7 separate regions of the Mus musculus genome follow, and regions 1, 2, 4, 5, 6 and 7 are each linked to region 3. A link is a contact called in public promoter capture Hi-C data. All regions are on one chromosome and are shown on one strand. The core of a region is the stretch at or near the end of the contact, and the rest is flanking DNA. Distances in the headings are between cores, read along the strand shown. Region 1 holds the start of Helz2 (helicase with zinc finger 2, transcriptional coactivator). Region 2 holds the start of Mrgbp (MRG/MORF4L binding protein). Region 3 holds the start of Ythdf1 (YTH N6-methyladenosine RNA binding protein 1). Region 4 holds the start of Slco4a1 (solute carrier organic anion transporter family, member 4a1). Region 5 holds the start of Lime1 (Lck interacting transmembrane adaptor 1). Region 6 holds the start of Srms (src-related kinase lacking C-terminal regulatory tyrosine and N-terminal myristylation sites). Region 7 holds the start of Gmeb2 (glucocorticoid modulatory element binding protein 2).

What was found. Promoter capture Hi-C pulls out the DNA fragments that hold promoters and counts their contacts.
Region 1: a contact with region 3 is called in a promoter capture Hi-C map of pre-B cells, with 4 times the contacts expected there. The contact joins the promoter of Helz2 here to the promoter of Ythdf1 in region 3. A contact is called at or near these places in 1 of 39 promoter capture datasets (pre-B cells), 1 of 484 Hi-C or Micro-C datasets (neutrophils) and 4 of 115 datasets of contacts at active chromatin or transcription factors (bone marrow-derived dendritic cells, embryonic stem cells, extraembryonic endoderm stem cells and 1 more).
Region 2: a contact with region 3 is called in a promoter capture Hi-C map of pre-B cells, with 5 times the contacts expected there. The contact joins the promoter of Mrgbp here to the promoter of Ythdf1 in region 3. A contact is called at or near these places in 24 of 39 promoter capture datasets (the 3T3-L1 cell line, 3T3-L1-derived adipocytes, the C10 cell line and 16 more), 17 of 484 Hi-C or Micro-C datasets (CD4 T cells, CD8 T cells, the G1E-ER4 cell line and 9 more), 7 of 115 datasets of contacts at active chromatin or transcription factors (cardiomyocytes, effector CD8 T cells, extraembryonic endoderm stem cells and 4 more) and 3 of 9 other capture datasets (adipose tissue, embryonic stem cells and liver).
Region 4: a contact with region 3 is called in a promoter capture Hi-C map of stem cell-derived epiblast-like cells, with 4 times the contacts expected there. The contact joins the promoter of Slco4a1 here to the promoter of Ythdf1 in region 3. A contact is called at or near these places in 6 of 39 promoter capture datasets (HPC-7-derived erythroid cells, cranial neural crest, hippocampal neurons and 3 more), 3 of 484 Hi-C or Micro-C datasets (CD4 T cells, double positive thymocytes and embryonic stem cells), 2 of 115 datasets of contacts at active chromatin or transcription factors (embryonic stem cells and microglia) and 2 of 9 other capture datasets (adipose tissue and liver).
Region 5: a contact with region 3 is called in a promoter capture Hi-C map of liver, with 3 times the contacts expected there. The contact joins the promoter of Lime1 here to the promoter of Ythdf1 in region 3. A contact is called at or near these places in 4 of 39 promoter capture datasets (hippocampal neurons, liver and stem cell-derived epiblast-like cells), 1 of 115 datasets of contacts at active chromatin or transcription factors (memory CD8 T cells) and 1 of 9 other capture datasets (macrophages).
Region 6: a promoter capture Hi-C map of stem cell-derived epiblast-like cells shows a contact between it and region 3, with 2.1 times the contacts expected there. The contact joins the promoter of Srms here to the promoter of Ythdf1 in region 3. A contact is called at or near these places in 5 of 39 promoter capture datasets (the 3T3-L1 cell line, embryonic stem cells, liver and 1 more), 2 of 484 Hi-C or Micro-C datasets (CD4 T cells and nephron progenitors), 2 of 115 datasets of contacts at active chromatin or transcription factors (bone marrow-derived macrophages and regulatory T cells) and 1 of 9 other capture datasets (pancreatic islet).
Region 7: a contact with region 3 is called in a promoter capture Hi-C map of pre-B cells, with 3 times the contacts expected there. The contact joins the promoter of Gmeb2 here to the promoter of Ythdf1 in region 3. A contact is called at or near these places in 9 of 39 promoter capture datasets (the 3T3-L1 cell line, 3T3-L1-derived adipocytes, the HPC-7 cell line and 5 more), 10 of 484 Hi-C or Micro-C datasets (CD4 T cells, CD8 T cells, LSK cells and 6 more) and 2 of 9 other capture datasets (adipose tissue and pancreatic islet).

The regions. Positions count from the first base shown.
Region 1 is chr2:181,240,120-181,243,676 of GRCm38.p6, forward strand. Helz2 (helicase with zinc finger 2, transcriptional coactivator) reads right to left here and starts at 1,908. Exons shown (of 19, transcript NM_183162.2): 1 at 1,847-1,908; 2 at 1-952. The coding sequence starts at 879.
Region 2 is chr2:180,579,953-180,583,375 of GRCm38.p6, forward strand. Mrgbp (MRG/MORF4L binding protein) reads left to right here and starts at 1,270. Exons shown (of 6, transcript NM_028479.2): 1 at 1,270-1,585; 2 at 2,659-3,003. The coding sequence starts at 2,856. It overlaps Gm30144 (a long non-coding RNA gene), which reads right to left and starts at 1,916. Exons shown (of 5, transcript XR_001783605.2): 1 at 884-1,916.
Region 3 is chr2:180,919,503-180,923,134 of GRCm38.p6, forward strand. It overlaps Ythdf1 (YTH N6-methyladenosine RNA binding protein 1), which reads right to left and starts at 1,434. Exons shown (of 5, transcript NM_173761.3): 1 at 1,182-1,434; 2 at 810-834. The coding sequence starts at 1,208.
Region 4 is chr2:180,454,700-180,458,086 of GRCm38.p6, forward strand. Slco4a1 (solute carrier organic anion transporter family, member 4a1) reads left to right here and starts at 1,546. Exons shown (of 12, transcript NM_001355218.1): 1 at 1,546-1,674.
Region 5 is chr2:181,379,605-181,382,932 of GRCm38.p6, forward strand. Lime1 (Lck interacting transmembrane adaptor 1) reads left to right here and starts at 1,631. Exons shown (of 5, transcript NM_023684.2): 1 at 1,631-2,710; 2 at 2,883-2,940; 3 at 3,012-3,099; 4 at 3,195-3,328. The coding sequence starts at 2,613. Zgpat (zinc finger, CCCH-type with G patch domain) reads left to right here. Exons shown (of 6, transcript NM_001048148.1): 4 at 1-85; 5 at 170-575; 6 at 771-1,189. The coding sequence ends at 909. It also overlaps a transcript of Zbtb46 not described here.
Region 6 is chr2:181,210,965-181,214,461 of GRCm38.p6, forward strand. It overlaps Srms (src-related kinase lacking C-terminal regulatory tyrosine and N-terminal myristylation sites), which reads right to left and starts at 2,207. Exons shown (of 8, transcript NM_011481.3): 1 at 1,408-2,207. The coding sequence starts at 1,808. It also overlaps a transcript of Fndc11 not described here.
Region 7 is chr2:181,286,308-181,289,855 of GRCm38.p6, forward strand. It overlaps Gmeb2 (glucocorticoid modulatory element binding protein 2), which reads right to left and starts at 1,659. Exons shown (of 10, transcript NM_198169.2): 1 at 1,577-1,659.

The sequences.
Region 1 (3,557 bases), core at 658-3,157, 320 kb after region 3:
CAGGCAGGCATGGCAGTACAGTTTGGTCACAGGAGGGTTAGGGTTAGGGCTGGCTTTCCATTTGTTTTCCCCAAAGAGAGGATATGTGAGCAGATCTCCTCTCTGAAGCCCATCCAACTGCTCAGCCTTCCACACAGCCATCTCCACAGCACTGTGTGCATACTCACAGCGTGAGGCCCCATGGCGGCATGGTACCCCACGGCCCACATACATGCAGTAGTTTAAAGGATGTCTTCTTTGTGGCAGTGGCCGCACCTCCACGAATTGTCGCTTTAGGCCCTCAACTATAACATGGATGAGAAGTGTGGGGCAGATTTGGTGCTTAGGGCAATGGCCCCTGGGATCCACGGGGCAGAGGCACGGGGGACAGCACGTGAAGCAGATGGCACAGAGTAGTTGGAAGTGGCCACCAAACTCTGCTCGGATGGTGTCAGCTGGGGTCTGCAGCCTATCTGGGGCTCTGGTGCCCTGCACAGCCTCTTTCAGTTTCAATCGGGGAAGGTTGTTCTTGAGCTCAAATGTCCAGACCAGTGCCTCCTCAGGGCTTCGGGCAAAGGTGCATCTATTCCAGTGACGCCTACAGCCCAACCCTGGCCTATAGTAGTGACAGACTTGATAGCGCATAGGCGTTGGGAAGCTAGGCCTGCGGCCCACCTTACGCCAGATCTTGCTCTCTGCTGCTTGCTTGAAGCGGGCCAGCAAGATCTCCCTGGGGCAGGTGTGCTCTACCTCACGCAGAATGTAGGTACTCTCATTGAGGCACTGGGTGCAGCGGGAGCAGCCCAGGTAAAGGTCTACCTTAGCACAGAGTCCGGCTAAGGATGGCCCGTTGGTGGCGGATGTGCTGGCCGACCTCAGACTGCAACCCACGGATGCCATCTCGGACAAAGGCCAGGTCCTTCAGGATTGTGAGCCAGGCTTCTGGGCAGCTGCTGTACTGAAACCGTCAGCCCTGGAGAGGTGATAGGACAAGAGAAGCAAGTCAGCCCAAGGTCAAGAAGGACCTACACCTCTGTCGGGTGTAGGACAGAGACTTCTGCCCAGTCTTGGCTTGTTGGGGGAACTCTAACTCAACCTTTCCTCCTGAAAGGCCTCTCCAAGTCCTGCCCAAGTGGCTGCTGGAAAAAAAAAAGAGTTGGGAGGCCTCAGAATCCTCCATCTGGTAACTCTGGGGCTCCTGGCCGTCTGAAGAGAGTACCCCCTTTCTTGAGACCTGCTAGTTGACTGCTGGGACTACTATAGCCCACCTGGACTTGGCAACAGGAGCCTCTGAAGGGGAGGACACAGCCTTGTAGAAATTCCGCTCTACCCAGGTTGGATAGCCCTCCTCAGAGCTCCCATAGAGATGCCAGAAGGAGAGGCAATGCCCAGAGCCCAGAGTCTTAGTTAGTACCACCACCCAGCAAGGATGGGCGAGAGAACAGCTAGCTCCCTGAAACACCTAGTCAGGTCATATCTCTCTCTCTCTCTCTCTCTCTCTCTCTCTCTCTCTCTCTCTCTCTCTCTCACTCATACATGCCAAGCAAATAATCTATTACTGACCTATACCCTAGCCCTCTAAACTTTCAAGGCAATCGTTGAGGTACAAAGATTATGTTTTAAATGGAAAGAATGAGCAACAGGCAAAGCCTGCAGTCCCTCCCTGCACTCCTCTGTGGAGTTTTCTAAGTCGTCAGAGCTAGAACCCCATACCCGGCAGCTGGAGAAGCAGGAAGAGGGGTCCATGGAGTTGTCCGATGCTAGGGTCTGTCTGAGGCCACTGATCTTGCCCATTTGCAGGCAAAGGGGTGGTCTTCACACCTCTCTAGGTGGCCCCTCCAGTCCCCAGCCACCACCCCATACTCACCCAGTGCACCAGCATCGACTTAAGAGTAGCGATCAGTTTCGTTTCTGCCCCTGGGGCGACTCAGAACTCTGACGACAGAGCACGGAAATTACCTCACTGCCCCCCCTGCCCCGCCCCTGCCCCGCCCTCAAGTGATAGCCTCCCTCCCAGACCTGGCGGAGCTCCCTGGCCCTAGGAAGATTTCCCCCACTCCCCACCTCCACAGTCCCCTTGAGGTCAACACAGCAGGATTTAACCTGGCCCTTTCCCGGTCCCTCCCCCTACTCATACTTAGACGTCTGTACTCTCTTGTGTGGGAACCGTAAGATGAGCCCCAGGGTAGATGGCTTTAGGATTAAAAAAAAAAAAAAAAAAGCCCCTATTTGGGAGTGGGAGAGCCTTTGCCTATAGAGCCTTGGGAAATTTACTCTGGGTGCTATAGCCAAAGGCTAGGGTCCTTGGGAGCAGGGCCAGACAGGCAAGGAACAGAGAACTCTATGCTGGGGCAGGACCTGTTCCTAAAAGGCACTAGACTTCTTCCTTGAAGCGCTAATAATTTTAGTCAATGCTGTGCCTGGCATGGCCCCCGTGGGGACAGAGTGACATGGTTCCTACCCTTGGAATAGGGTCCTGGTGTGAGCCTCCAGGAGTGTCAAATGGCTGCTGTGGGCATAAGGCAAGTTTGTATAATAATGTACATATTTCACATTCCTTCGAGGAATGTCCTCTCTGTTAACATTAATGACTCCAGGAGAATTAGAAACAGCAGAGTCCAGGAGTCGAGGATGTGGCTATGTCTCTGCAAAATGGTAAACACTGGAACCCTCAGGACAGCCCTTGAGGCTATGGGAAAGAGCTCTAAATACGGGAATTTGAAAATATATAATTTCTTAACTATCCAAAAATATAAGGATGCGATATGAATTATGAGGGGTTTCATGAATTTAAAGGAACAGAGACAGGTACACAATGAGCCAACTTGTCGCAAAGATACAAAAGCATAAGGCATGCAGGTTCCTGAGTTTAAGGTCAGCCTAGGACAGAGCAAGGTTAGACTCAGGCGTGATGGAAACGGTGCATGGTGGAAATAATTTCAGGGCAGGGTCCCAACAAACTAGCATGTCATCTAGGCTTAACTAAGGCAGACAGATCTCTGAATTCTTTTGCAATGTTAAGAGAAAATGTATGTTTGCTGTCTCTGAATCAAAAGGTTGGGGTCACAGGACGCTGATTAATAGGATAATCAAAAGAGCACCTGGAATAAATAAGTGAATTGATATGGAAATTTAAAAACTGGGCTTTTGGTCTGCATGAGATGAGCTAGCAGAATGGAATAGCAGTTCTTTGGAATTTTCTCTAGTGATGGTTAAGCTACCTGGAGATCTCTGGAGAGCAAAAAGAGCTCTTCAAGAGGTTTTTCTTAACAGGATTTCTGACTTGGTCTGAAGATCCAAATTTTATTTTCTTTTTTAATATAGCAGCTTTTCTGGTCTTTCCTCAACACACACACACACACACACACACACACAGAGAGAGAGAGAGAGAGAGAGAGAGAGAGATCCCCTTAGACCTGACTAGGTGTTTTGTTTTCAGGGAGCTAGCTACTGGATATAGCTGCTATCCAGACAGCTTTTAGAATTTTTACTAGCAGAGAGAGCTATCTCAACCAGAGTGTTTTTAGAATACCAAGAAATACTAGAGCAGTGCAGAACTCATGAGTGCAGAGCTCACA
Region 2 (3,423 bases), core at 20-2,519, 340 kb before region 3:
ATTTCTCACCTGAGCCCAGTCTGAACCCTTCACACTAGGATCAAGAATCCCAGCACTTGTATCTATCTTGTATAAAAGACTTAAGCAGCAGGAGTCGCAACAAATGAGAAAGGACTTGACCAGTTGGCTAGTAGATATATATCATTGTCTACTTTGTATCTGGGAAGTAAGGAGTCTTGCTACAAAGCTGATTATATCCTGGCCACCTGGAACCACCTGAAGACCTCACGGAGAAGACAAATCTGGGCAAACTTCACCAGCCATTTCTACAGAAAGTTGGTGGTGTGCCACACAGACACCTGCTCCAGACCAAAGAAATCCTTCTATCAGGTTTGAAGGAACCTCTCAGCTCCCAACAGGTGTGAATTCACTTTGAAGCTACGGGATCACACACATGATCATGGGCTAATGGTTTCTCTACAGCTCCTTGTTAGAGAGTGATAATCACAGGAGCGCTACAAAACGAACAAGCACAGCTTCCTCTTAATTCATGCTTTTGGACTAGAGAGCCTACATGTTCATGAAAATAAGAAGTTAGCGTGGGATAGTAGGCGGGGTCTTAGCTGCTGACCTTGATGCTCAGCTACTTCCTACTACCTAACAGAGAGTTCTGCAGAGACCTGCTGTGGCTTCGTGGAGAGAAAGAATGAAGTCATCCTTCTCTCCTAAACCATCCAACCTGTCTATAGGCATCAAGTCTATATTGCCAGTCACGCGTTCTGAAGTAACAGACGGATGTTTGCAAATGTCATGGCTGGTAGGATGTGGTCTGAGTACAGAGATCGCACAAACCAGAGAGGACCAGCTAGGATAGATGAGGTTGAGGGTTACATAGGGAAGCTCCCTGAAGAAGGACGCACTCCAAATTGAAGGAGTATCCTACCTGGTAGGGGTGAGACTAAGGTGGACCGGAACCAGAAGCAGTCAGCAGCAGAGTCTACCATGCCTTAGATATTCAGAGAATAACCAGGATATTATCAATCAGCTCCTGGGCACTTAATATGTGGCAGCTCTTAGGTTGGGAACTTGCTTTATGACATGTCCCAGATGGTAGATTATGCTTCACCCAGCCGTACAGTAACTAAGCCAAGTTCTGCATGCCAACCAAGCAGAGGCAAGGGCACCGCCCCTGTGAGATCATAACTCCCAGCTGCATCATATCCACATGATAGCAGTGACCCCACACCCCCTTATGAAGCTTTATTGGGCCACACCTCCCCTGTGGCATTGTGGGAACTTTTCCACCAGCTACGCTTTCACAGTGGGAAAGCTGAAGCCTGGCCACAGACTGCTGTCTGGCTCTGAGCTCTGAGCTGTCCCAGACAATGAGACAGGTCAGAGCCAGCACCCTCCATGGTTCCCTGCTGTGAGCATTGTCTGGTTACAGGCCTGAATGAGGGGCAAGTGGAGTGTCAGGACTGGATTCAAGGCTTGTGGCAGCCAGCAAGTGATCCTTATCAAGACCCAAGAGTTCAGAGCTACAGTGGCCCCATAGCACAAAGGAGAACAAAGGTTCTCAACATCTTAGTCTGAGAGGCATCAGTCAGAAAAGGGATTCTGATGCCTGGCAATGGCTGAGGAATGGGTAAGTAATGAAACCTGGATGGGTGGCAGGGTAGGACCCATGGCACAGCTGACTGGGGTGACTCAGGCCCAGAAGCAACCATGTTCTTAAGGCTGCTGTGCCCAGCCCTTGGCCCTATCCAATCCCATGTAGAGCTACTAACACCTGCCTGAAATTCTGACAGTCTGAGTTAATCATCCAACCACTTCTGGAGTGGATCCACTGTAGGGACAGAATGGAGGTACAGGTAGGTAGCAAGGCCGACAGGACCTGGATTTCTGTCTTCTGATGCCAAGGAAGCACTTAATTCTGGGACTGTCGTGCACTCAGGTCAGGGCTACTGAAAGATATACAGAGCTTCACTCCTACAAAATGTGATTGTTGGGCTTTAAATTTTTAAATTATTTATGGTGTGTGTGTGCAAGTGTGCATATACCATGGAATACATATAGAGGTTAGAATACAACTTTTTTTTTTTTTTTTACTTATTTTATTTATATGACTATGCTGTAGCTATCTTCAGACACACCAGAAGAGGGCATCAGAACCCATTACAGATGATTGTGAGCCACCATGTGGTTGCTGGGAATTGAACTCAGGACTTCTGGTAGAGCAGTCAGTGCTCTTAACCGCTGAGCCATGTCTCCAGCTCTAGAGTACAACTCCTAAGAATTGCTCCTCTCCTGCCAGCTCTAGGATCCAGGGGTGGAGTTCCAGTTATGGGCTGTGCACAAGGATCTCTATTAGATGGGCCATCTCACTAGCCCATGGGATGTTGTTGTTGTTATTGTTGTTGCTGCTGTTGTTGTTTAAACTATTTTTCTTAAACAGTTTTAGTGAGATGTAATTTACATATTGTACAATTTATCTCTGGCAAGGAGAGACACACCTTCACTTCTAGCTGAGTTCTTTTCCAAATTACCTAACCAGGTGAAGCCCAGATTTTTGGGCCGTGTGTGTCATGCTATGCAGACTTGGCTGACTCAGAACTCCTGCCTCTCTCTCCCGAGAGCTAGAATTACAGGAGTGTGTCACCACGCCCATCTGGTGCATTTTTAAAGCATAAGGTTTGTTCCCTCGCCTTCTCCGGACAGAGCCGTAGGCAGTAAAAGGTTCAACCACCAGGAGTCGCTGCTGCACCGGAAGCCAGTCTTCGCTGCGCCTGCGCGGACGCGGGCACGCGGCGTTCTCCAGCCCGGCGAGTGCGCGCCCTCCACACCAAGTGCGCCTGCGCGGAGCCTGTAGTATTTTCCCCCTTCTCGCGCCGGGCGCTCGTCAATCGCCGGCGGCCATGGGGGAGGCCGAGGTGGGCGGCACGGGCGCCCCAGGCGACAAGGGCCCAGGCGAGGCAGCCCCGAGCCCTGCTGAGGAGACGGTGGTGTGGAGCCCTGAGGTGGAAGTGTGCCTCTTCCACGCCATGCTGGGCCACAAGCCTGTCGGTGAGCGCCGCGCCGCGCACCGGCGTGGGGGTGGGGCGGGATAAACCGTCGGGCGGGCTGGCGGAGCCTGCGACCTCCCACGGGACGTGGCCTCCCACTCTGGGGTGCCCTACTAGTCTAAGAGCCTATGACTTTCCTGCCCGAGAAGCCCTCTCCCTGGGGACACTCCTGACTTCCCTGCCCTTGAGACACTCCTACCCCAGGGAACGCCTCCATTCCCCCCCACCCCCCCACCTCTGCAGCCCCCTGTCCTTGGACCCGCCTACTATACACACCCTAGCCCCTGGAACACCCACCTGCCTTGTGGCACCTCTCTTCCCCTTTGACATGTGACTCCTGCAACACTTGCACCTGCGGGTTTGCCCACTCCTGCCCCTCCTTCTTCACCCATGTCCTACGCACAGAGGTGCTGTCCTAACC
Region 3 (3,632 bases), core at 184-2,683:
CCCCAAGGTGGGACCGAACCCAGGGTTTCCCTATTCCAATCCAATACTCTACTCCAGGCAAATAGCGGACACATGCTTTAAGAGCCTAGTTATGCAGAGATCTGAGGGCAGGATGCTCAGCTGGAAAGGGCTGTAACCTAAGCTTACTATCATCTGATTCTCCACTTACTTTCCACTGTTACAGTGCACAGCCAGGAAAGGAAAGGAAAGGAATGGTAAATAAAGTGTTGGGCCTTTTCCAATCTTAAAACACGATGAGCCATATTTGGTTACACCCAAGTAACAACAACATGCACTGGTTAAAAACAGTCTTCCCAGGATTTAGTGTCACTCTGGAGTTCTCATAAGAGTTTTGGAAGTTTATTACAAGCCAGAATATCACAGGAGATAACAATAAACTTACAATGACTATAGCTAAGGATGGAGGGCAGGGCCTCCGGATCCACAGCTAGCTGGCTGACTCTCCTCCAGAGCCATCCACTACCTAGCAACAGAGGACCAGTCAGTCACTCAGACCTCTGCGAGGCCGTCTGATCACCATTTCTTTCCCCACCAGGTAACTGTTCTGGCAGGGTCAAGGGGGAAATTGCAAAATATTATCTGAACTACTCCGGGTACGCCTTTATTTTTCTAGTTCCCCTCCAATCTGTCAAGTACCCCGGAAATAGAAACTTTCATCTCCTCCAAGCTTACGGGAGGAAACTAAGTTTCAGATCCCAGGCTGGCTTGGTGGACTTTCTCTGTCCACACGGACTGGCGCTGCCCCGTTCTCCTCTCAAGTCCGGACAACTTCCCGGAACTCTCCTCACCTTTATTATCTTGTCCTTTTGTTCTCTGCATCGCCGCAGGCCAGGATATGCGGGTGGACACCACCCAGCCCGGGAAAGGAAACACAAAGTTACTATCCGAAAAGAACGCTACCCGGAGGGCGACCCGACCCCGACCGGGCCTCCAGATCTCCCACACTTTGATCACAGCCAAGCCCAGCGACCCCGCCATTGGACCCCAGAACCGTGGCCCGGCCTGGTATTCAGATCTTCGACCCGGCCTCCCTGTTCCCAGTCCGGACCCCGCACCCTAACCCCAGCTCAGCCTCCAGGTCCCCGGCGCGGCCCAGACCGCAACCTGTCTTGCCCTGTCCACGGCCTGCTCTCGTGACCGTGGTCCCGAGACGCCCCTACCTGGGGGTCCACGCTGGTGGCCGACATGCTTCATGAACAGCGCGGCGCGGGACCCGGGCGCCGCCGGCTCGGGCCTCCCACGAGGCCGGGCCTGTCACGCCGCGCGCGGCCCCGTGCCCCGCCGCCAACTCCGCGGGTGCGGCCGGGCGCGGCGGCAGCTGTAGGCACGCGGGCCGGAACAGCGGGAAGCAGCGGAAGGTAGCGGACAGGCTGAGGGGGCGCCGACTCCAATGGCGGCCGCGGCGGCTGGGACGAAGCTACGCGACGTCAGCGCGCGGGGCAGGCCGGGAGCGCCGTCGAGTCGCCACCATTGCGCCTGCGCACCGTCGCTCCTCGCCCAGGATTTCGCGCTTGGGACTCAGTCTCGCGCTGGAGGGGCGGGACCGGACCGGATGGGGCGGGGCGACTCGAGAGTCACGTGGGGCTCCTGGGGCGGCGCCTATTGGGGAGACGGTGTGAGGTTGTAGTTTAGCTACACCTGTCCCAGAGTTTTGTGGCTGCTGGGCTGGCCTCCTAGCCTGCCCCGTGACAATATGAACCTGACAGGAGTGTGCCAGAATAACCAGTATTCGCGTTAGATTCTGTACCTGATTCCATCACCCAGGGTAAAAACAAGAGGACTTTGAGGAAAGCTAGACGGCCCCCTTTGGGTTCCACGTGGGGAAAGTTCATCCGTCAAAGAGTCTCCAACAAAGAACTCACCCCATTAGCCATTTAGCCATTCACTTTCAGGCAAGCTCTTTGCTCAGTGAACCTGCTACCACACACAGACTCCTCCTCCCTGTTCCCGTCGTTAAAAAAAGTTTTATTTGAGGTTTAGAGCAATGGCTCAGTGCTCAAGACTACTTGCTGTTCTTACAAAGGACCTGGGGCTAGTTCCAACACCCACATGATGGCTTACAATTCTCCAGTCTCAGGGGTTCCAGAACTCTTTTTCTGGCATTGAATGCACGTGATGCATATATAGACAAGCAGGCACACACACACACACATAAAATAAAACAAATCTTTTGAATGTAATTTTAAAAAGATTTATTAATTTTAATCTTATGTGTATGAGTGTTTTGCCTGCATGTATGTCTATGCACTGCATGTGTGCCTGGTGCTCAAGGAGGCCAGAGGAGGGTGTCAGATACCCCAGAACTGGAGTTATAGATGGTTCAGACCCCAAAGTGGATGCTGAGAATTGAACCTAGATTCTCTAAAAGAGCAGTAAATGCTCTTATACCTTGACCCTGAGCCATCTCTCCAGCCCCTTTAAAATAAATGTTATTTGTATGAGTGTTTTGCTTGCATGTATATATGTGCACTATAGGTGCACTTGGTGAATGTGAAGGGTCAGAAAAGGTGTCTGATAGCCTGGAACTGGAATAACAGGCAAATTTGTGACCTATCATGTGATTGCAAGAACATTGCTAGGGACCAAACCCCAGATGCATCCACACATCCCTTCTGGGGCATGTTTGGTCCCTGGATTTGTTGTAGTAAATGTCCTAGCTTCTGATGCACATCATCAATAGGAGGACACCAGAGCGAGGCACATGCAGGTGGATCACTGGGTTGAAGGGCACAGCTGTCAGCCATTTTGTAGATGTTAGATGTCCTCCAGGGAAGCTGGGTTGAAGTTTCTGTTGAAGAGCTGATGGATGGAGCCCAGAGGCTATAAGCTCTGTATTCAAGTAACACCTGGCTGGAACAAGCCTTTGCTGTGTGCTGGGCTTGGTTCACTCAACAGCTGGCCCTATGAAGGCCAGCCGTGAGGACACCTATCCATGCTGACAGACACAGATGCTCAAATGAGACAGCCCCTTCTCTATGAATGCCCTCTTGAGAATGAACAACCTCCCTGCAGCAGACCTCCTTCTGGATACCCTGCCCTTCCATACTTTCTGGGTGTCTAGTTTTCTTCCAGGAAACCAGCTTGTGATCTCAGGGCTCCTGCTCTTCTCTGCCCCTCAACAGCAACCTTGAGTAGCTCCCGTGAGTTACAATGCCTCTTTAAGCCTTTATTAGTCACTCATCCCAAATCATTAGTTGAGTACCTACACCTTGCCTGGGAAATATAGAATGGGGTACCAGTGGTCTCTACCCTGCTAGCTTCCTGGAGTGGGATGCTATACGGTTCTAAAACGTAATGATTTAGCCTCACTGTATAGATGTTCACAGGCCAGGTGCTGTCCTTCAACACAGATACAAAAAGGACAATTTAACCAAGTTGCCATAAATCAGGCCTGTGATGTGGCAGGCAGCCAGGTCAGGGAGAAATAAGAAGAGAGGATGTCCTTGGATTGGTCTCTAGGGTGTCTCTTAACTAGAATCTAGGTGAGTGGGTATTGACTGTCTCAGGGTGCTCCGGACAGAGGAACGGCAGGAACCAGAACACAGACACTAACCCTAAGGTCAGCTCTCTGTAGCAAGAGTCACTCTCGCACCCATGGCCGAGTGCAGCTG
Region 4 (3,387 bases), core at 296-2,795, 460 kb before region 3:
ATTCTTCCTGATGTCTTCTCTGAGCAGAGGCAGCCTCAGGTATGGAGGTCAACACCTGGGGCAGTGGAAGTGAAGCTCAGCTTTTTTTGGAGCAGAGACTCACATGTTGACAAGTAGACCCTAGACCCTGAAGTCATCACCAGAGGTTCCCAGGATAGAACATGAGTAGGTTCCGGCCACACCCACTCCGGGAAGACATGCTGATAAATAACAAGTCAGGCTGGAAGAACTAAGCTCAGCAGCCAGTCTCTTCTCTAGACATAAAGGAAGAGCCCTGCCTTAGCTCCCGAGGCTGCATGGAGGGTCTGTCCCCAGGCACCCTGTGACTAGTGATGTCCTCATGAGCTGACAGCAGGGTCCACACTAACTTTACTTTTGTGTAGCCCAAGCTGATCACAGACTCTGATTCCTTCTGCCTTTACTTCCCCTGTCCAGATTATAAACTCTGGATGCCTTGGAGAGTTGGGGAAGGTTATTTTGTTTCTATTGTTTTGCTTTGGTTGTTGTTCTTGGTTTTGTTTTGTTTTATTTTTATTTTTAAATCCAGACAGGATTTTATTAGGTAGCCCAGTGTGGCTCTCCCACTAAAGATTCTCCTGCATCAGCCCCATGTATGTATAGGATTATCGGTGAACATCGCCACACCTGGCTCACATGTATTTTCAATTAAATGTAATACACCCCAAAGGGAGACATATATGGAGAGTTTCTGCCATCGGCTGTTGATTGTCAGTGGTATGATGTTAATGGCTAGTGGCTGTCGGCTGTTACTTGGCTAAATTCAGACCAGCTACTGTTTTCCATTTCCTTCAGTGATGTGTTGGAATCATAAAATTAAAAAAAAAAAGAAAAATAAAAAATAAAAAAGGTTGTTTGCTTGATTTTCTGAGACTGGGTTTCTTTTGTAGCCCAGGCTGGCCTAGAACTATGAAAGTGGGACCCTTCTTCTGCCCCAGCCTTCCGAATACCCACAGGCTTACAAGCAGTAGCCATCACACTCGTATGGCTAATTATCTTAGTTTTACAGATGCGAAAACTGGCCCAGAGGGGTTCAGAAATATGTTCAAGGTCGCACAGCAGAGAACGCCTCAATTTGAAGGTGACTGGTATATTCTCTCTCCATCTCAGGTCAAGAGTACCCGGAACTGGAACCCTGTGGGCTCCTCCGGTGAGGGTGTGGTTTGGCCCAGCGCCCCGTTGCACTGAACTCACTGGTTGACCTGAGCAGAGAGTGGAGAGATCCCTTTGCCGGGCTGGAGCTGTACCCCACGCCTGAGGGGATCGCTACTCGCGCCCTCCAACGCCTCGGTTCCACGCTTGAGCAGGTGGCATCTACGACGCAGTGAGACTTGAGCCATATTTTCCTAGCCTGCAACCTCCAGAGTGTCCCCCAACAGAAAGAAATCACCGCGTGCAAAGCACTAGCTAAGTCCCGCTCTCTGTGCTGTCCCTGACCCGCCCAAGTTCCGCCCCTCCGCTCGGCCCCGCCCCGGCGCGCCCTCGCTACTGTCACCTCTGGCCCCGGCCCGCCCGAGCCTCGCTGCCATTGGTGGCGGTGGTGAGGCCACTACCCCCATCCCTGCGGGAGCGGCTTGGGCGATGAATGAAGCGGGAGTGGGCTGCGCGCGTAGTCCAGAGCGCAGGGCGCAGCGCGGCAGCCGGGTTCGTGGGAAGGTGAGTGCTCTGGGATCTGGACTGCTTTGAGGTCTCGGACCAGGATGGGGACAGGGTCTGGCTCCGTACTAGATGCCTCCTAGGTATGCCAGACTCCGACCTGCTGACGTCAGGAGCGCGGCAGGTGTTTGCGGAGGCTGGACTAAAGCGCGGCGGAGCCCCGGGTGCGTTGTCTGAAGACACATCCCGGGGAACCAATGCGGGGACAGAGTGGGCTCAAGGGAGCCGGATGCAGAATTCACCCCTTCTCACTGCACATGAGGGAAGCTGCAAGTCTGCAGTGGGGTGGGGGAAGGCAGAGCCGCTGCGCTAGAGCGAGAGGGAAGATGGGAGTGGACTTGGGGCGCAGGAAAGCGTGAGGGGGGGGGGGGGACCGCTAGAGCTGTCGGCCCAGGTTAAAGGTTTGCTAGTATACGCAGGTGCGAGCCTCTGCGGGTCTGTTCAGCGACAGATCCAGTGGCTGTGGTGGTTGTTGCTAAGACCGAGGGAAACGTGGAGCACGGAAGTTGCTCACTAGTGGCGGGCTTTGTCCCTACGAGGAGCGCGGATGCCCGGGTCCCTGAGGCCCGGTACCTTCACGCAGCTCTCCGATGCCCCCGGACGCGTGTGTACGCCAACGAGAGTTCGGGTCGCTTTGCTGCCTGATTGGCACGCTTAGCTCCAAACCCGGGAACTCAAGGCAGGGTACCTCCTTCACAGGAGAGGTGAGCATCTGTAGGAAAAATGAGATAGAGACACATAGTCGCACCTTATAGCTTGGGGCCCCAGGCGCAGTGGCTTGAGTTTAGCGTGATGAGGATTGCTGGCCTCCCCCAGACATGGCCTTGGGGTGTTTCTGTCCCAAGGTGTTGAAACTGCCCATTTGTGATGGAACTATCCCAACTTCAGGGCAGTGTTTTTTGTTTGTTTGTTTGTTTTGTTTTGTTTTGTTTTGTAGTTTAGTAAACCAAGGTAGCTGTCTAGTCAGCTGTTGTTAAAGCAGCTTGGGGCAGGTGGACGGCAGGGAAGAGAACACCTGGTGTTTAGCCGAATTATTTATAAATCTTAGCTGTGGTAATGGGGACAGCAGGCGCTGTTTGCTGAGCCTGGCATTTGCTGGCTTGGAGAGGGCTTTGGATAAGAGCAGTCCCAGGCAGCATTTTAAAGTCCCCTTGCACAGAGGAGCAGCCTGGGGCACCGGGATGTTTGGCTTGCCTAGAAATGACACAGGGGAGACCGGAGGTTTGTATCATTTGCCAGCCATTCTCTCTTCAAGAAGAGAGGAAAGCCAGGTCAGAGAACCAGCAGTTACCAGGACAGGACTATGCTGGTGGCCAAAGGTACCTACCTGTTGGCTGTGATGAGGTGCAAGACTTGCCTTGCCTGCCCACTAGGAAAGACCAACAGGTACTACCTGGATAAATTCTTCCTGGATGATCTAATTGTAGCTCATTGGGTGTGGTCCCCAAAGCAGATGCTGGACAAGCCCCAACCAGAACCTTCCCCAATACTGCAGAGGGGCCAGGCAGGCAAGACGGAGGCTTGTGACTGGGTGAAGAGAGGGGCAGGGCCTGGGCCAGGACCAGCAGCATAAAGACTTGTAAATGGGCCCAGCAGGAGAGCTACCGAGTAACTGTTTTGCAGCAGTTTGGACTCTGTCTATGCCTTGCTTCCAGACACTCAGATTTTCTCAGTTCACTGACATATGGGGCCTGTTGTTGTGAGTCCTCTTTC
Region 5 (3,328 bases), core at 381-2,880, 460 kb after region 3:
AGTTCTGCCTTTGCTGGCTGGGAGGTACACACACGGGGCATTGGCTCCAAACTCCTCGTCAAGATGGGCTATGAGTTTGGCAAGGGTGAGTGCCTGCTGCCCTGAGTTGAGAGGGAGTCCTTAACACAGCTCAAGGTCTAGCAGGTAGCACAGCCTCTGTCTTTCTCAGGTTTGGGCCGGCATGCAGAAGGCCGGGTGGAGCCCATCCATGCTGTAGTGTTGCCTAGAGGGAAATCACTGGACCAGTGTGCAGAGATACTGCAGAAGAAGACAAAGCGAGGCCAGGCTGGGTCCAACAGGCCTCCAAAATGCCGGAGGAGTGGTAGTAGACCTGAGGGCCGCCCACCCCCCCGGAATGTGTTTGACTTTTTGAATGAAAAACTGCAAAGCCAGGTTCCTGGGACCCCAGATGCTGGGGTGGATACCCCAGAGAGAAGGAACAAAGACATGTATCACGCCAGCAAGAGCGCCAAGCAGGCTTTGAGCCTGCAGCTCTTCCAGACTGAGGAGAAGATTGAGCGGACCCAACGGGACATCCGGGGCATCCAGGAGGCCCTAACCCGGAACACTGGCCGGTATGTGTGGGATCCAGCTGAGGCAGTATGGGCTCCAGTGGCTATGCCCAGAGGATACCTGCTAAAGGTTACCTGACCTGAGTAGCAGCTGAGTCTGAGGTGGTCTAGATATTAGAGGACAGGCATTGGCTATAGCAGCTGAGGGCTTGGAAGTGGGGAGCCAGGAGGCAATGCTGACCAGCAGGCTCTCCCTAGGCACAATATGACGACAGCCCATCTGCAGGAGAAGCTGGAGGGAGCCCAGCGGCAGCTGGGTCAGCTGCGTGCTCAGGAGGCTGACCTACAGAGGAAACAGCGGAAGGCAGACACTCACAGGAAGATGACAGAGTTCTAGCGGCCCTGCCTGTATTGTGGATAGAGCCCTGGGACCCAGCTCCAAACTGCCTTGGCAGAAAGACAGCTGTCACCCTGATGCCTAAACAGCACCTGGAAGAGGAACCAGCCCCTTCTTAGGATGCCCCTTAATTAGCCTTGTCAGCCTAGAGTGTGAACACTGCTGAGTAGAGGTGGGACATCAGGGCTGATTTTGAACACTTATCTGCCCACCAAGCCCACCTACCAGTGTCTTGGGGTGTCTCCTTAGGACATTAAAGTGATTTCATCACAATTCTCTCAGTGGAGACTCAGCTGGCTTCAGGATTTCTGGGGACACAGGGATCTGTGTAGGTCCTGGGAGTAGACAGGTGGGCAGTGGGAGTACCAAATGAGGCCACTGCCTCTGTCTAGGGTCCAAGAGTCCAAGAGAAAAACATTCTCCCTTTTCCCTTCTCTGACCAAGTGGGTAAGAACCTAAGGTGGCTCTTCAGTCCCAGTACTCACAAGCAGGTAGGGTGTGTGAGATGGAAACACCTTAGGAATACAGTCAGTGAGAAAAGCAGGCAGACCTGGCTTGGGTGGGTTTGGGGTTCATTTCTGGTTTTTGGCTGCCACGATAATCCATCCAGTTCACCTGCTTTGTTCACCTCATTAATGGGTATCTGCCTCATTGGGGTGGAGGGGACTGTGCTGGTCTTTGTGGTAATTGCCTAGTGATAGCATTAGCCATGATGAGGTGTGAGGAGAGCAGAGACTGTGGGAGCAACTGCGCAAGAGCTGTGTGGCTGCTGGGAGGTGCTCTGAGAAACACAGGAAGTGAGGTGAGGCGTCACCAGCAGCCCACAAAGATCTTCCTGGCTGTCCTAGACAGGGCCAAGCAGCAAATCCCCGGTGGCCTCGGTAAGTGCTCCCTCACCCTTTATCCTGGGCCAGCCCCCAAGCCTCTCCATGCTCTGGGGTCTGGGAGGGTTAGTCCCTGCCTGGTTAGGCCATTGATAACTTGGCTGTAGCCAGGTTAGTCAGCTTGGGCCCACTCAGTGAAAGAAGCCTACACTCCAAGCCTGAACAGACAGGCCCTCACCTCAGAAGGCTGTTGTTCACCCCAATTTTACTTACCTTTAACGTCTGGGTGAGACCCTAATCAGCTCTGCAAAGGGTAACTCCAGGGAAGCCCCAGAGCCCCGGGAAGTGTGGAGTAGGGTGGGAGTACGTGGCCCTCATAGCAGCTCCTCCTGTTCATTGACACACACCTCCCCCACCCACCCTTTCTGTAGTGAGTAGTCTAGGAAGATTGCCTGACACAGGGGTCACTCTGTGGGCATTGGTGGCCGGAGGTGAGACCTGTGGTCTGTGGCTCAGAGTCAGAGTGAAGTCAGAGATTCCCCAGGTGATGGGCTTGAGCTCCAGTTATACACCCTTGTTCAGTTGAGGTCATAGCTACCCTGGCCATGCTCCTCTATCTCCATCTCCATTCCTGATAACTAACAGGGATAGGCAGAGCACTTCTTACCAGGAACCCTAGCTAGAGAGGGAAAGGTGGGTCCCCCTAGAGCACGGCAAAAATGCAAGGCTTGGGGGTTTCCGGTGTGCTGAGTCAACCAGGGAGAAGGAACCCACTAGTGGGCAAGATCTGCAAGTAGGCTGCAGCTGTACACTGCTCTCGCAGCCAGCCCCCAGTGCTCATCTCTTCTGTCCCCAGGGCTCTCTTCCCTGTTTCACAGGATGAGGCCACCAGTGCCTTCAGCCCCACTAGCTCTCTGGGTCCTGGGCTGCTTCTCCCTGCTCCTTTGGCTATGGGCACTGTGCACAGCCTGCCACAGGTATGTGCCTGGGATTCTGTCTGCCCTCACCCTGCATGGTTCAGAGCCAGAAGTCACGATAGAGAAGTCCATATGACGGCTCTATATGTGCTTCCACACTGAGCCTGGGCCAGCATCTGACTACCTGTGCACCTTCCTCTGCCTACTAGACTAACAACACTCTTGCCCCCAGGAAGAGAGCTCAGAGGCAGCAAACTGGGCTGCAGGACAGTTTGGTACCAGTGGAAATGGTGAGTGCCAGACTGTCCCAGGGGCCAGGGTGAAGACAGCAGGGAATCAACCAGCCTTCCTTGCTCCCTAGCCACTGCTGAGACAGACCCACCTCTGCTCCCTCAGCAAGTCTGACACCAGACTGCATGAGCTGCACCGAGGCCCACGCTCCAGCATAGGTGAGTTCCTGGGAAACCATAAGTGTAGGGCTGGCTTCAGCCTCCCACCACTAGAGCTGGCCCCTCAGTGACTTCTGCCTTGACTTCATCCCTAGCCCCACGGCCTGCTAGCATGGATCTTCTGCATCCACGCTGGCTAGAGATGTCCAGGGGCAGCACCAGGTCTCAGGTACCCAACTCTGCCTTCCCACCACGGCAGCTGCCCAGGGCCCCTCCTGCTGCTCCTGCA
Region 6 (3,497 bases), core at 957-3,456, 290 kb after region 3:
GAGACCCTCCTTTTTTTTTTTTTTTTTTTTTTTTTTTTTTTTTTTTTTGAGAAGCTGGATCCTACACAATTGGTGGGCAGGGAACTGAGAAGATCTGGCAGGTCAAGAGTCCCTAGGGGTGAGATCCCTTCTCAGCAGAGTCAAACTGTGTGGGGATGGGGAGTGGGGGTGAACCAGAAGTGGGAGTTTCTCCAGCATAACCCCAGCTTTTCCTTGAAGCTATGACAAGGTGCAAGCCACTATGGGATACAGCTGGACTCCTGTGACAGCCTGAACAGTGGAGGATGTGCCTCAGGGGTCTCTCCCTAGATGATGGGGCCAGGTGTCTGGTACTAATGATACCATAAGTGTGGTCAGCTCTTTGATCTCTAGGTCAGGCAGTCATTAGCTCTCCATTAGCAACCCTACTTCCAGGAGCCCAGCCCTGCCTTCCATGCTGCCTGTTCCGTGAACAGGACTGTTCTTATGTTCTGTCTCCCATAACTTAACTGAGAGACCCCTCCATTAAAACAGCTTCTTGGCTTAGTCCTACTCACTGCTGGGGGCCAGCAAACAGGCACAGGGCTTGTGTCTGGCTCTCTTTCCTGTGACTCTACTTCACCGGCCACACTAACTCTCCTGGGAGGTTGTAACTGCTGAGGGATCCTCAGGAGGCTAGAGATGAATTTGAGCAATGCCAGGTAGGACCTGAGGACTCAGGCCAGGACCAGTTGGGTGTAAGGCCAGGGACAGTTTGGTAGACAAGCTCTTCAGCTTTCAGCTTATTTTTGCCCAGCATGAACCCTGCTGAGTGACCCTCTGGTATGCCACTCACTGGCAGTGACTGCCCAGCCTTGGGGGGCAAAGAGTAAGCTCTTCCCCATACCCACTCAGCAAAGCAAATCAGGGCTATATCTGCCTTACACTTAAACCCATTTGAGGTGTTTGGGTGAATATAAATAGATAAAGAGGAGCATGTGAATACTTGGCTCTGATCTGGTTTGCAGCATCTACAAGTACTGGGGACCCAGAGCCACCTGGAGGCTCAGGTGTGTGCCCCCTCCCCCTCCAGCTTCCCAAACAGTGCAAGGCTGTATCACCTGGCAGGGCATCTCAGTCCTCAACTCCTGGTCTGGAAGCAAGGTAAACCACTCACTGCAACCTCCGTATGGCGGCAGGGTCCTGCAGTGACTATGGGGAGTAATTGTTCTAGCCAACAACTGGTTCCCAGGACTTGCTCACTCCTGGGTGTGAGCAGGTCCTGTGCAACTCTTCCTTTTGTACTGCCCGGGCACACCTGTCTGCTCAGCCCGGTACCAGCAGGCACTCAATAAGCCCTCACTGACTGTAAGCAGGTATTGCCTACTCTCAAAACTCCGATTTACTCATTGGGCTTGGCAGCCCTACCTCCCAAGCCCAGGTACTTACGGTTGGTCTGAGGGCGGCTCCGGGGTAGCCTTGGCAAGGTAGGTGACAGGAACTAGTCCGGTGCTGGGTGGACCAGAGAGCCTTTGGGCAAAGATGTAGTCCCCCTCCTCCTTGAGGGCGTAGAGTCTGTCCCCACGGCTGACGCTCAGTTCCTCTGCACATCGAGCAGTGAAGTCGTAGAGCGCGCGGAAGAGTCGGGCGCGTGGGGCTGGGAAGCTACAAGGTTCAACGGCAGCGGCTTGCTCCGGCACTGGGTTGTCGTCGTGTCCCTGGATCCTGGGGATGTCTTCCTCCGATTCATCCGCTGGCCATATCTTATCCCAGAAAAAGGACAAGAAAGTGAGCCGCTTCCTGAGGAAGGGCTCCATGCCTAGGGGGCCTGGTTGCGGACGAAAGCGCATGGAGCCGACCTCGGGTCAGTACTCTGGGACCTCCGTGCTGCCGCTGAAGAAGCTGAGCACTACAACCATGCACCAGGATCCCAGGGTGCAAGAGAGAAACCGGAAAGGCTGGTGGGACAGCCAGGCTTACCCCGGGCTTTCTGCCCACGTCCCTATTTGGTACAGAATGGGAAGCGACAGGTGACACGGACCCTAACCCTAACCCCGGAGGTCACTACAGAGTGCTCCTTAATCAGGCATACAACAGTCAGTTTCCCGGATGGTGTATCAATGCGTGGGGCGGACGGTGACCTCCGTCCCAGGACCACACGGGCTGCTCCTCCTAGTCTACATACTCTTCTACAGCTGTGCGGTCTGGTGAGCTGGATCTCTGCTGGGGTTAAAAGCCGCTGGGCTTGAGATTCGTGTCCCAGTAGGCTACTAGGGTGAGAGAGAGTTGGGCGGAGTCTGCGGGAAGGGCGGTGTAGGGGGGAGGGCCTTCTGGAACAAGCTACCCTTTTCATCCCCACTAACAGACGCAGGTTGCAGGGACCTGCTTTGCCGGGCTAGCTGGGCACGTGCAACTAGCAGCCGCCTTGGGAGAGGGGTCAACAAAGGGAGCAGTTCATCGCCAGAGGTCATATTTCTGTGAAACACTGACTTTTTAAATGGTGGCTCTTTAACATAACACAACACCATCTCCCACCCGCTTTCAGGGCCAGATGCAAGTAGCTATGTGCAGCCTGTCCAACTCAGCGGAGGCCTCTGGAGCAAACGCTCAGCGCCCAGTAAACTCTTGCTATCCTGATTCCTGTGTTGTAAAATGAGATGCTGGTAGTAATCTCTAGGGGAATCACTGAAGGTCCAGGTACATAGGTAATCATGGGGTACGATTTCTGAACCAGGAGATGCTTAATACCACTGCAGGGAAACTGAGACATCTAAGACCTCAGCGTGGGTATATGACTGGGGATCAGCATGCAAAGGAAGGGCAGTGGGCGAGCCTCAGATAGCCTCTTACCCAGTCCAGGATTCTTATTCTGTGCAATGAAGCAAGCTGCCTGCCACCCAATTTTTCACTGTCAGGTAAGGGAGACCAGGTTCAAGCCAGCTCAGTTCTTGGGAATGTTTGAATCTGAGGTGGGACCTCACTTGCAGGCTTTCTGCCCATTTGCTGTCTTTCCTTTCCCAAGCACAGCACCTTAAGCACCTGAGTGGATACTACTAAGCTTCCATATGTATTTGCTACAGACCCTTCATGTACTGTTTATACTTCAAACATATCAAACAGGTATGATTCCTATTCCTTCTCCATCTACAGATGCTTCAGAGAAGCATCTGGGGCGTTTGTAAGTTCTGGTGTACCAGAGATACCTAGAACTCATTGGCTTCGTCCTCCCAACATCCCAAATGGCTGAATCCCAGACCCTGGCTTGAGCAGCCAGGAAGGGACAAGGAGCCCTAAGGTACAAGGTCCATGTCACAGGCATGTTGGAAGTGGGTGTGTAGAAAAGGTAATTATAAATATAAAATTAGAGAAGTAATGGAAGGAACCCCGAATCTCACACCGACCAGCCTTGTGGAGAATTTGTCTATACTTCCCTTGACAGGTATAAATGGAGATTTTTATCCCCAAGTCCTCATTATTAACAGTGTAGTTCCCTGGTGAGAAATTATTCTTCAGCTATCTACAGCCAAACGTTAGACAGG
Region 7 (3,548 bases), core at 409-2,908, 370 kb after region 3:
TCTCTGGAGGATCCCTAAGGGCCAAAGGAAAGTAAAGGTTGACTTCCAGGCTACTAATCATCAATAACATCCAATCCCTGTACTACCCTGACCCAAAGACCCAAGAAACCAAGAAATATAAGCTGACTAAAACCAAGGATGATCGCATGGAAACCTTCACAAAGAAAAAGAAGCAAGAAGAAACTAGGGGCCATTTTCCAAAATAATCACAAGCTATTAAGAATGAGTCCTACCCAGAGGCAGGTAGATTTCTCATCATCTACAGCCTCATCTACAAAGTGAGTTCCAGGACAGCCAGGGCTATACAGAGAAACCCTGTCTCTAAATAAATAAATAAATAAAGTCCTAGGTTAGTTCCAGGTCAGTCTTAAATATTTTTTCCCCTCTCTCCTTTTGTCATTCTGTATGTCTTGGAACTCATTCTGTAGACCAGGCTGACCTTCAACAACATCTGCATCTGTTTCCCACATGCTCGGATTATGGCCTCAGTCTAGATACTAAGACTGTCTAGGAAGGCAGGGAGGAGGGAAGATGAAATGTAGGGACTAGTAAACCTTACCATAAGGCAGGCCCATTCCATGAGTTGGTCTCCTGGCACAGAAGGGACACCTAAATATCTTTTCAGGTAGGTCACAAAGTGGGTTAATCTATGGCCTAGGTTTGTTTTTCTCAGTCACATACGCACATACACTGACATGTTTGTTCTTGGCACTCTCCATTTTATATCCAAATGGTATGTATGTATGTGTACTCCAGGATGTCTTCCCAGAAAGCTTTCCATATTTCCTATGAAGAAACAAACTAGACAGGTAGTCATATTATCGATTTAATTTTAACTTATTAAGAATGATAATTTGAAACTGTTGGGTTTGAAATGTTTTCAAGACAGAGAACATTGGCTCAGCAGTGAAGTAACCAACTAAATACCTAAAAATGTCACCAATCGTGACTAAAACTGGGCCAACCGATTCGGTTCCCAGCAATAAGATTATCCACTCAAAATAATTCCCTCCAACCACACAGTTCTACAAATGGGTCCCCATCAACGTGGTTCCCATCTGACAGGTCCACCCTGACATGGTTCCACTGATATCAAGTACCTATCCTGATGATCCTGGCCTCTAGATTCAGTTCCAAGCCAGGGGTTCAGCAATACGGGTCCCACCCATGAGTCGTTCCCAATCTTTCCACCCGCCCTCAGGAACCCGACCCATCTGGTGCCCACCGATGGGTCCCAAACACCACCACTCCCGCCTAACCGCTCCCCACTCCTCCAGCCCCTTCCGCCTCGGCTTTCACGGACGACCCGACCCTGCCTCTGGCGAGGCCAAGATGGAGGCCGGAAGCGAGCCGCCTTCGCGAGCCCTCCCGCCAGGCGCCCGCGCCCGCCCGCCAGCCTGACGCCGCCGCGCCTGACGCCGCCGCCGCCCTCGCGCGCCCGCCGCCCCTCCCCCGGCCTCCCCTCCCCCCGCCGTAACGTCCTGACGCTCCGCAGGGACCCCTGACTGGACGGCGGCGCGTGAGCGGCGCGAGAAGCCTCGCCGCGGGGGTGCGCGGGCGCGCCGATGCCGCTTACCTGGGCCCACACGGGCCTGCTCCGGCGCCCGGCTGTGACGGGTGCGGCGGCGGGTGGTGGCGGTGGCGGCCGCAGCCTTCGCTCCTTGTTGGGGATTCGGCGGCGGCGGCGGCGGCGGCGGCGGCTCGGGCGCGCGCTTCCTAGTGACGCAACACCGAGGCCGCGCACGCACGGGCCGGGCGGGCCTGGAGACTTATTTGGCGCCCAGCGCGGAAGCGAACAGTGTGGTGAGATACTGCCCCCGTAGGACTCTTGTGCGCCTGCGCGTGTGGTCTGCGTGCCTGCCCAATTAGGTGTTCTGTGGTTCAGGCCGAGGTTTGTAGTCCTGGCGTTTGGGCTCCACTAGGGAACCGAGTATCCCAGGTGTGTGCTTTGCAACCCAGCCTCGGCCTTGCAGTGACACTGTCCTAAAACTCATGTGCGGACGTTCTTAACCATTTCTGACAGAATCGTGTTTCTTTTTTTTAAAATTGAAGGCATTGCGAATTTGCTTTTTCAAACTACTCAGTGCGGAGCGGTGTTTTCACGAAGTTGACCAACTGACATTGCAGCGGGTAGTCCAACATGATTTAAACTTTTTTTTTTTTAAACGGACTCGCTATGTAGATCAGACTGACTTGGAACTCAAAGAGCCCCGAGTTCTGAGATTAAAGTGTGTATCACCATGCCCGGCCCATTATTTAAAGTTTTAAATGAAATTTAAAAGTTAAGTGTCGGGGTTGGGGATTTAGCTCAGTGGTAGAGCGCTTGCCTGGCAAGCACAAGGCCCTGGGTTTGGACCTCAGCTCTGAAAATAAATAAATAAATAAGACAAAAAGTTAAGTGTCTTAAGTATCTTGGAGCCATAAAAGTCTCATGGAGGGCCTTGGGTGCCCGAAGAATTTCTTTTATTTTTCTAACTTGTAGGGAAGGTCGCGTATTTAAGGTAACCAACATTTATTAAGTTCCTTACAGTTGAAAGCCAAAGACAAGCAGTTCTTGTGTGGTTCAAAGGTAACATCAGGTCCTGTCAAAATGAGACTTGTTTATCTTGGCCCTGGTGGAGCCTGGGCACCCTGTTAGACATTGTAGTCTTGGCAGTAAAACCCTTACCTTCCCCACCACCCCTTGCTTTCAAGCAGCTGAAGACAGCCAATTCTAAGTGCCAAGCCAGCTCTCAGAATGTGATCACTAGAATTAAGGGCTTCAGGATCCCTGCTCTGCCCATCTTAGAATCCTTAGAGTAGAAATGGATGTCTGCTTGGACGGGAACAAGAGTTCACTGTTAACAGGGTGGCAGCTAGAATGGGAAACTAACAAGCAACATTTTCACGTAATTAACACTGTAAATAAGAGACTTGCACTTTCACTCTGAAGGAGATGAGGAAGTCTTTGTCATTGCTGTTTGTTTTGGTTATGTGAGTTTGTCATTGCAAAAATAAATGCTAATGAGATCAAATGGTCTGGCTAGAGAAGAGCTGGTGGCCAGTCTGAGCATTTGTTCAGGGAAGCTGAAGAATGTAGAAGACCACCACCATCGTTGGAGGCATGCATAAGCTCTCCCAGCTTGAGTCTAGCAGATGTAAAAAATCAGCTTCCCCAGCCTGCTCAGAATTACAGATTCTGATTGCCAGTGCCTGAGATTAGTTCTACTGTAGGCAACCCTCATCAGTGCAGAGCCGTATCTGTGGAAGGAATAGGTGGTGTCATCAGCTGGTATTGCTGTGTGCCCGCCACCCCTAAGTGAGTGAGTTCCCACTGCCTAAGGAGATAGTAGCAGAAAGCAGGGGATCTAGGAGGTGACAGGCACGGTGCTATGTCTGAGGTAGGAAGCAGTCCTCTCTGTGTACTGAACATGCCATGACCTTGGATTGCCAGCCTTCAGAACTGTGAGTGGTAATCTGGATTATTTATAAGACACCTACTAGGTGGTTATTTTTGTTACAACAGCCTCAGTAATCTAATTCCCCAACAATCGAGAAAGTACTCCCAA